Linked DNA regions of Mus musculus: region 2 is linked to region 1. The links are chromatin contacts, called in public HiChIP or PLAC-seq maps. All regions are on one chromosome and are shown on one strand. Each heading gives the region's core, a stretch centred on a gene start, on an enhancer-like site or on the middle of the called end of the contact. The rest is flanking DNA. Distances are from core to core; before and after follow the strand shown. Region 1 overlaps Adamts12 (a disintegrin-like and metallopeptidase (reprolysin type) with thrombospondin type 1 motif, 12). Region 2 overlaps Adamts12 (a disintegrin-like and metallopeptidase (reprolysin type) with thrombospondin type 1 motif, 12).

Evidence for each region. HiChIP or PLAC-seq counts read pairs in DNA pulled down with a chosen protein or histone mark.
Region 2: a contact with region 1 is called in a CTCF HiChIP or PLAC-seq map of the NIH/3T3 cell line, with 24 read pairs. The contact joins two enhancer-like sites. A contact is called at or near these places in 1 of 15 datasets of contacts at CTCF or cohesin (the NIH/3T3 cell line), 6 of 484 Hi-C or Micro-C datasets (MC3T3-E1-derived osteoblasts, adipose-derived mesenchymal stem cells, beige adipocytes and 2 more) and 1 of 115 datasets of contacts at active chromatin or transcription factors (embryonic fibroblasts).

The regions. Positions count from the first base shown.
Region 1 is chr15:11,082,034-11,086,592 of GRCm38.p6, reverse strand. The region is part of intron 2 of Adamts12 (a disintegrin-like and metallopeptidase (reprolysin type) with thrombospondin type 1 motif, 12); the gene reads right to left. Among named protein-coding and RNA genes, the nearest start is that of Adamts12, 20 kb to the right of the region's middle. Within about 2 kb of position 2,217, at least 80 of the 459 cell types and tissues checked have an H3K27ac peak or open chromatin away from gene starts, as enhancers often do. A contact at or near this core is called in the NIH/3T3 cell line, beige adipocytes, embryonic fibroblasts and 1 more, where this site is marked.
Region 2 is chr15:11,157,081-11,161,536 of GRCm38.p6, reverse strand. All of the region lies in intron 3 of Adamts12 (a disintegrin-like and metallopeptidase (reprolysin type) with thrombospondin type 1 motif, 12), which reads right to left. Among named protein-coding and RNA genes, the nearest start is that of Adamts12, 95 kb to the right of the region's middle. Within about 2 kb of position 2,261, at least 20 of the 459 cell types and tissues checked have an H3K27ac peak or open chromatin away from gene starts, as enhancers often do. A contact at or near this core is called in the NIH/3T3 cell line, beige adipocytes, embryonic fibroblasts and 1 more, where this site is marked.

The DNA.
Region 1 (4,559 bases), core at 968-3,467:
GAAGGCTTTGCTTTCCCTCACCCTGAGAAAATACCTGAGACAATCCATTTGGAGGAAGGACCCATCGATTTAGCTAATGGTTTCAGCTCATGGTCAGCCTCCCCCACTGCCTTGGGTCCTAGGCAAAGTGCAATAGCATGGTAGAAGCATAAGATGGTAGAGGTTTCGTGGGTAGTGATAACCAGTCAACAGAGAGAGAGAGAGGATACCACATACATCCTTTGAAGCACACTTCTAGAGAGTAACCTGCTTTGTGTAGCTAGGTCCTACTTCCTAAAAGTCCACTCAGTATTGAATTGTCAATGAACTAACCCATGAATCCACTACAGTGCATAAGGATCGCCAAACTTTCAGAAATATAATTCGCCAATAAGATGCAATGAACAGAAAGGTAAAATAAAATAGCATTGGTACCTCTGGGTCAGTGGGTCAGTGGGTCAGTGATTCTTGCATCCTTATAGAAATCACCTGGGATCTTGTTAAAGTGTAAGTCTGAGTCAGAAGGTAGATACAACCATAGAATGTGCATTTCTCACAAGCTCCCATGAGATGCCCATCTGTCTAATCCATGGGCCACAAGGACCTGGTTCACCTAAAGTAACAAACGCCACAGAGGCTTTTGTATGGGGTAACGGCATTAGTATAAAATCTAGCTAAGTCCTGAGCTCTGTTCCTGACTTCCAAATCCATGGGACTTATTTCATATAGGTTGTCTGATCAAAAATAACTACTCCTGTGGCCACTAAAAGATGACCTCCCACAAGTAACTACAACTTTTTAGTATAAATTACATAGAACTTAAAGCTCAATCCTCTTGCTTGTCCATTTTCCCAAATCCCGACTAATAAATGTCAGTCAGAGGAGAAGGAACTAGCTTTTCCTAAGATTTAAGCTCCCGGAACCCATGATTCACATGGTGGCAAAAAGAATGGAGATAATAAGGCAAGAATATTTAGAGGACACTCTGGGCTCCCAGTCTTCAGTTTCTGGGAAGAAAACAGCTATGATAGACTCTGGAGCAGAGGCGTCCACGAGAAGGGAGTCATGTCCGGCTGTATGATAAATCTGTATAAACATTTAAACAAGGTTGTTAGCCCCATAATAGGGTATCTGGCCTCCTATGTCCCATATTAACAAAGGCTCTTTCTCAATTCTTCCTGCAGATGCCAGGACCCAGGCAGAGGAGAAAACAATGCCCCCTCTCCATTTCCTGGTATTGTGGGTCTCTCCCTCCCACTGCCAGTCCATCATGGTAGGAACCTACAAGGTGAAAGGATGAATGAAAAAGTAACAAACAAGAAAGAGAGGTGGGGCTCACTGTGTTTAGGAGCCTGCCCCACAAAGCACCCACAGTGAAGCTAGGAATTTCCACCAGCCAGACGCTCAGTCTAATGTCTCATGTCTGAGTAAGCATGGGCTTGAACAGACAACCCCAAAGGTCAGAAGTCAGGGGACATTCCTCAGCCAGAAGCAGAGGCAGGGGATAAACAGAGCCATTTGTTCCCCTTCCCCTGGGAAGATATAATGACCTCTGACACTCAGGCAACCACTACTCAGATGAGTTTTTAAAAATATGAACCCCCCCCCACATTTGTGTTCAGGTATCAGACGAGATTAAAATATGAACCCCCACATTTGTGTTCAGGAGCCAAGCAAGAAGCCTGGAGGGGTGAGTTTCCCACACTCCTCAGCTTCATCTGTCCTCATCTGGAGTTCCAGAACAAGAACTCAGAAATATTACCACATTCTTTCTGTGTGTGGTAAAGGAGCCAGTGGGGGTTTTACAACTGGCCCGAACTGGACTGCCTTTGAGGGTGTTCATAGTCTCAAACATCACTCCTCTAGCTACACTATCCAACACAGGACCCCAGTATTTAAATGCCACGAATCCTCACTCAGCATTAACACAGCAAGAGAATGCTTAATGCTTGCCTTGGGGGAAGTTAGGATCTAACAAGTTTAAAGTGTTCAAAATGTAGCAGCATTGGCCTCACTAATTGAAAGCTTGTTCCTTAGAACCTGCTAGACTATTCCACAGCTCCATGGCCTCCTGGATCATATGGAAAGGAGAGCTAAATTTCTTTTCAAAGCACACATTTCATTTGTTTCCATGACAGAAACGACACTCTTTAGCAGCAGCGACCTGGCAGACGGGAACAAAGGCTGCCTTCCTAAGTGATTCCTGAGTATGAATTTCAGCAGGGATGTGTCACTTCCTCAGCTGCTTGGACGATCCACAGTGATTTTTTTCTATAAACTTAAACAATACGAGCCTTTATATAGCTGCTCCAAGTCGTTACTTACTTAGGATCAAAAATAAAGAGCCCAACATTTCAGAAAATAGATTCACTCTTTATCTTGAATAAAGTGAGTTATTGGAGAGGGGAACTAGTGAGTGTTTTCTTTTTCAGCACATTGGAAACAGTCTATATGATTTAATACACACACATACACACACACACTACTCATACATACACACTATACATGCATGCATACAAACTACACATAATACATACTACACAAACACACACTACATACACACATACACTACACATACATACACACAACACATATATACACACTACACATAATACACACTACACAGACACACATACTACACACATGCTTTATACATACACATGCACACACTATACATACATAACACTACACATAATCCACACTACACAAACACACATACTACACACACTACATACACACGCAATACACACACCATACACATACATTACACATACACACACTGCACATACACATACTACACAATACACATACGCACATCTCCTCCTCCTCCTCCTCTTCCTCCACTTCTTCCTCCTTCCACTATTATGTGAAAATAAATGATTCAGGCTTTGGAAAGCATGCCGATGATGGATTGTTCTGTGTTCAGGTGATTATCATCTCAGAACCACAAAGCTGAGCTCAGAGAGTGTGACAGCAACAATTCATGGTTGAAAACTACAAGAAATCACTGGAGTGAAGGAGGTAGAGGCCAATTTAAAAGGTTCATCTATTAATAAATGAGTTTTTTTAATTAGATATTTTCTTCATTTACATTTCAAATGCTATCCCGAAAATCCCCTCTACCCTCCCCCTGCCCTGCTCCCCAACCCACCCACTCCCACTTCCTGGCCCTGGCATTCCCCTGTACTGGGTCATATAATCTTAGCAAGACCAATGGCCTCTGACCGCAGGCAAGATGAGTACGCGGTAGGTACATGTGGTACTGTGTTTTCCTTCTACCCCTATGAAAACCTCTTTAAACTTCTTCCTGACGCTTAGAGTTGGGACTCTGCAGTTCTTTGAAGGCAATGGCTGGACTGGTCTCAGAACTGTAAAGGTGATTGATAACTATCCCCTTCTTGAGTCATCGCCATCATCATCAATCACAGTGGAATAAATGCACTGTGCACTTAAAGCCATGAGCTGAAAAGGGCCACAGAGCAGCAGCAACAGCCTGGCGTTACCATGGCTACTGGATGTAGCAAAGGGACCAGCTGCACTGTGGTAGTGCACCGAGCCACAGTTTAGGAAGACAAGGAAATGTAATCTGATGTTGAAACTACACCTCTGAAGGTCTGCCATATAAAGGCTCATCCATTCAACCATAAATTACTGAATGTATTCATATTACTGTATTACTACTGTATCATGGAACATATTTAGATACATGTGAACATGACAAGGTAAAGGAGTCAGTGAAGTGAAATGAAACAAAATATCAGGGTTTTCAGAGCCAGGGCAATGGTTTGATACACATAGTCTTAGGATAACCTGAATTTAGTGTCCAGATCCTACGAGGAGGTAGAAAAGAACAGAGAGAACAAATTCTTAAGAGTTGTCCTCTCACCTTCAAGAATACCACGGTACGAATGTGCCTGCACACACACACACACACACACACACACACACACACACACACGCGCGCGCGCGCGCGCGCGTGCGCGCCTAAATAAACAAATAATAAATTTGTAAAGAAATAAAAAAAAGTTTCTCTTTAAAGTGAAATACTTAGCGTAAGTGAATACTGGAGAAGTTCACTGCAGTCTGGATGTGGAAAAAAGACTTTAAGCTGAAGGCATAAGGATAAGGAAAGTAACTAAATAGAAATAATAGAAATCAGCACAGTGCTCTAGGTCAAGAGACGAGCATACCCAAAGGCCAGGAGGCTGAGGCTGGAGTGCGCTTGGTACATTTGAGAAGCAGGGAAAGGGCATTGTTCAGAAGGAAAGTATATCAGACAGAAGGCTGGCAATGGGCAGTGCCAGGCCAGAGAGCACCTGGAACTCTGAACAGGGAGTACGATTTCACTTTCTTTGGCCAGCAGAAGACTTTAATTGAGCTAGTACTGCTGCATGTGAAAGACAAGGCTGACCACCAAGGGAAATGGCATGCAAAGAATTGGGAGGAGAGTCAAGGACAGCACTGGCAATGTCAGAGTTGGGTCCAGATGAGAGAAGGTGATAACTAGGACCAGGAAGGCTTCTCACCCTCAGACTCCTGACATCTTGGGCACCTGATATTCTGTAAAGAAGGCAACATCC
Region 2 (4,456 bases), core at 1,012-3,511, 75 kb before region 1:
AGAACCACTTCTCTCTTTAATTTAATGTCATGTCAGGAGAGGACCCCATTGGTTATATGTAGTCCTTCTGATACTTACTCGAGTAGGATGTCACAATATTTTATGTTTGGTTTTTATAATGTTTTCTCCATTCTTTCTCAGTCATCAGTAAGTCTATGAGGGCAGGGTCCAACTGGGCATGCTCAGGGTTTTTGTTCCTAGCTAAATTACCATTTCTTGAAGAAAGAAAAGTCAAGCAATGACATAAAAACAAAGTAAAAGTATTTTAGAACTTTCTAAGCTTTAGCAGATTCGTTCAGAAAGTCCCCTAAGAATCCACTCCTTTTTTGTACAGAAAGCTTGGAGCATAAAGCACATTGATAATTTTCTTAAATATTTTACCTAAAATCTAGCGTGTAAACTTTCCTCCTTCTGGAGAAACAGTTCTGTGGTGACTTATGGGGTTGCCAGCTGCTCCACAGGACAGGACTCTGTGGGAGTGGAAATGCCTGTTTTCTCAAACACTGTCATTAATCAGACCATGGGACAAGCACACAGCTAACGTTAATTACTGCCAAGAGACCACTTTTGCTTTGACTTGGGGACTCCTAGTGGTCTTGTAATGTTTGGCCTCAGCTTAGGCATGATCTCTGTCTATTCACTCTTGCAGGCTCTCACTGCACAACACAGATCCATCTGGTGAGCAAACATGTATCAAGGCAATAACCATTAAATAGAAGGCACACAGTCCATGCAATGCTGTTTCTCAAGGTGGAAATTAAATACAAGTTCAGAGGCATAGTCATTAATAAAGTATGATTTATTCACCATTTACTCATTTATCTAGCATTTAGCAGGTGCTTAGGATGGCAGCTTTGTCCTATAACTGATAACATTGCAGAGAACAAAAGAAAAGAAGTGTTCTCCCATGCAAAACTAAATTCTGGACATTAGAAGGCCCCAAGAGCAAAGAGCATTGGGTAATCACTAGAAATATTAAACAGTATAAAGGGTTTTCAAAGTAGTGGAGGCAAAGGTATGCTGGGTGGTGATCAAGGAAGGCTTCTCTGATTGGTTGATTTGGGGAAAGCACTTGAGTAGCCTAAGAGTATTTAGGCATTGTAGGATGGACTTTTGCAAGCAGAAAAAGCAGCCAGTGTAAGATGAACACTGGGGAGGCAGAGAAGGAAGAGGAAAGTAATCTGAGAGGAGGGAGAAGATGACCAGAATGCAGGAGGAGCAGGACCAGCAGCAGTCCTCCTAGGCAATCCAGGGTGGGGAGAGGAAATCATAGGGACAGCATTTGAACGGGACTAGAAGCATGCTAAGATGTTGATTGTGATGCTAGCTCAGGATGTAACTCTGTCCTATGGCCCACAAGAACCTGACAGCTATGCATAACCTAGGTTCAGAGGTCATTACTATTTCACAGGGTTGCTGTGGTCAGTAGCTGAGCCACCAGGATCTTACTTCTAGTTCATCTTCCAAGGCTCTGCCATAGTCCAGTTCAAACCATCCCCGAACACACACACACACACACACACACACACACACACACACACACACACTGAAAAAAATCTCAAGTTGGTGGGTGCTGTTTCTTGTCAGGAGGCTACTAATATCATGGACAAATTCCTTCAAGAGAGTGTGGGGGTTTTTTCAGAGTTAAATCAGTTCCACAAAGACAAAAACGTGTGTGTGTATGTGTGTGTGTGTGTGTGTGTGTGTGTGTGTGTGAGAGAGAGAGAGAGAGAGAGAGAGAGAGAGAGAGAGAGAGAGAGAGAGAGAGACAGTGTAGAGAATCTGGAAGTTAATGATTATGAGATCAATACTTTTCAGTTCTCTTCCCAGACAAGGGTTCTGCTAGATCTTTGGAATGCATGTGGGAATTAGCAAATGTGATTCCTGGCTCAGCGTACACAGAAGCAAACGGGCAGACTCGTCACACGATGAAGCCTGTGGTGGGCACAAAAGTACTGGTGTTGAGTCATCTGTGACATAGATAAAAGTAACCCAAAGAAGCAGGCTTAGTCAGAGGAACTCTAAGTGCAAGGACAGCAGACAAGCCGAAGCTTGAAGCTTGGGGGTTTTCAGTAAGTAAAGTAAGTTCAACAAAACACAAGAGATGAACCCAGAGGGGGCGGGGGGTGGGGGGGAGAAAGGTATCAACAAGATGCAGCTCCTGAAACGCCTCAGAAAGCTCTTGTCCCAGACATGGGGAGAGGCCTCCTTGGCAACGGCAAGATAATCTGATTCATGTTTAAGGAGCTGGCTTCCAGTGAGAGAAGTCAAGAGCAGAATGACCAGTTAGGACGCTGACGTACTATTCTAGATGAGAGCCAGAAGAGGCTGAAGCATATGGCAAGGCTCTGGGGAAGGTGGGTGGCTTAGAAACCTATTAGGTAGTAAAAAATAACAGGACCAGGTAATAATTTGGGTTGGTTGAGCAAGCATGTGGGTTTGTTTGTTTAGGATGATATGGTTTTCCAAGTAGGGTCACAGGTGAACTCATGACCGAGCAATCTTGAGAAATGTAGAATGACCAGATTCTATGGGAGAGCTAAAAATAATTTTCAAACTGATTGCATCAAGAATAACTCTCAGCAGTAAAGGTGTGACTTATGAAGGCATTTTCAGAGATGACAGAGGCCCTGACCTAATGGTTGATGCCCAGACAGATTCATGCTGTGATGTTGGAAGGCAGAGAAAGGCAGAAAGTGGGACCTCGTTGGAGGCATATGATCATTAGGGCTAGGTCTATGAGAACTATATCTTGTCCTGATTCTTTCCTGCATTCCTTGTCATGCTTTCTGGCTACATGGTATATGGGCTTCTCTGCTCCATGTTACCTTCTCCTCCTCACTGACAAGTCTGAAACAGAGCCAAGTAAATCTTTACTTATTTGTTTATATTGAGCACAACTGACTGCAAATATGAGTGCCACTGATTAATTTCCCTTCACAGTTGGAGAAGTGCCAGACCGCTGAGATAGCCAATCTTTCAGGTAGTGTTTCTTCAGAATCAGGATGGCTTACCCGTACAAAGAACCATCCACCAGCCAAAATAGTCTTTGTTACAGTGACTCTGAGACACTTTTTGCAATCCAGAATGCATCCCTCTGTACTCCAATCCTTTCCAAAATCAACCCTTGAATACAGTCTCAGCCTCTCTGACAGCTCGGGTCCAGCAGAGCCCATCCTGGAGGAACAATGAATAGACCAGTAGAGCTTCCTCTAGGAGCTCTCCTGCATGGAGCCCAGAAACCTTGACAGCTGGAATGGTGGAGGAACAAAGCAATGGACTGACCAGCATTGAGGGAATGTAAAGAGAGAATCACTGTGGGATCTACTTAATTAAGAAAGCTTGCACTTCAGAAATCAATATGTCAGCAGTCTGGAGCAACTCGGAACGCAGCCTCTGGCTCTCTGAGTTCCCTAAGTCTTGCCTATGGAGTTTATTAACCAAACAAGGCCACCAGAGTTACCATTTAATCTGCTTACTATAAAGTAAAATGAATAATCTTATTATTAGGAACTCATGAATTAAATAGTTGTCAGTCTCCTCGTTCCTTTTATTAGTAAATATCCAAAGTACTTTCCCAAAACTCCTACTAGCCCTTAAAGCAGATCACATGTGTGGATGTACACGCATCTGCTATTCTACTGACTTACAATAACCAAATAAATAAATAGATAAATAACAAATAAATAAATAAAATAACACGGCAGCTCTTCTTCCTCCGTGATGCCTTAATAAAGCAAACCATCAGCTGCTGTGGCTCCATTCCTAATGCCTCCAGAAACAGAGGAGCCTCCAGAAACAGAGGAGCCTCCAGAAACAGAGGAGCCTCCAGAAACAGAGGAGCCTCCAGAAACAGAGGAGCCTCCAGAAACAGAGGAGCCTCCAGAAACAGAGGAGGATTCTACCTCGAGAACTCCAAGACAAAAATCAGGGAGAATGTGTGAAAAAAAAAGTCTGTCTACAAGTAAACTATTTGTGCTGCCCAGTGAAGACATTTAGACGCAACACGGAATAAAGAGGTCATTTAGAGTCTTCAACTCACTGCATAGCCATTAACTCAGAACAAGATATAAACACTCGAAAGTTTAAAGCTTTGCTCTGATATATCGAATTACTGATCCGACATGCCAAATAACACAGTGATCTATTGCAAAGATCCACTAATTATAACTTGTTAGTTAATATTTAATAGTGTCTGTACATATCATTTTGAAAAGACAACCTAAAAACTTTCAAGTAACTACCCGAGGCTTCGAAGTCTTGCAGTAAGGTGGGCCGGGTAGCCTGAAAAGCCCTCCCCAGCATTAAACACATCACAACATTAAAGCATGAAAACAGTGGTAACTTCCAGATACCAAAAGTAGAGAACAAGAAAAGATATCAATTTACAAACAATTTCAGATAAAGACACACACAAAAGATATAGCATTATGATCATCTTTTCTCTCACCATGGC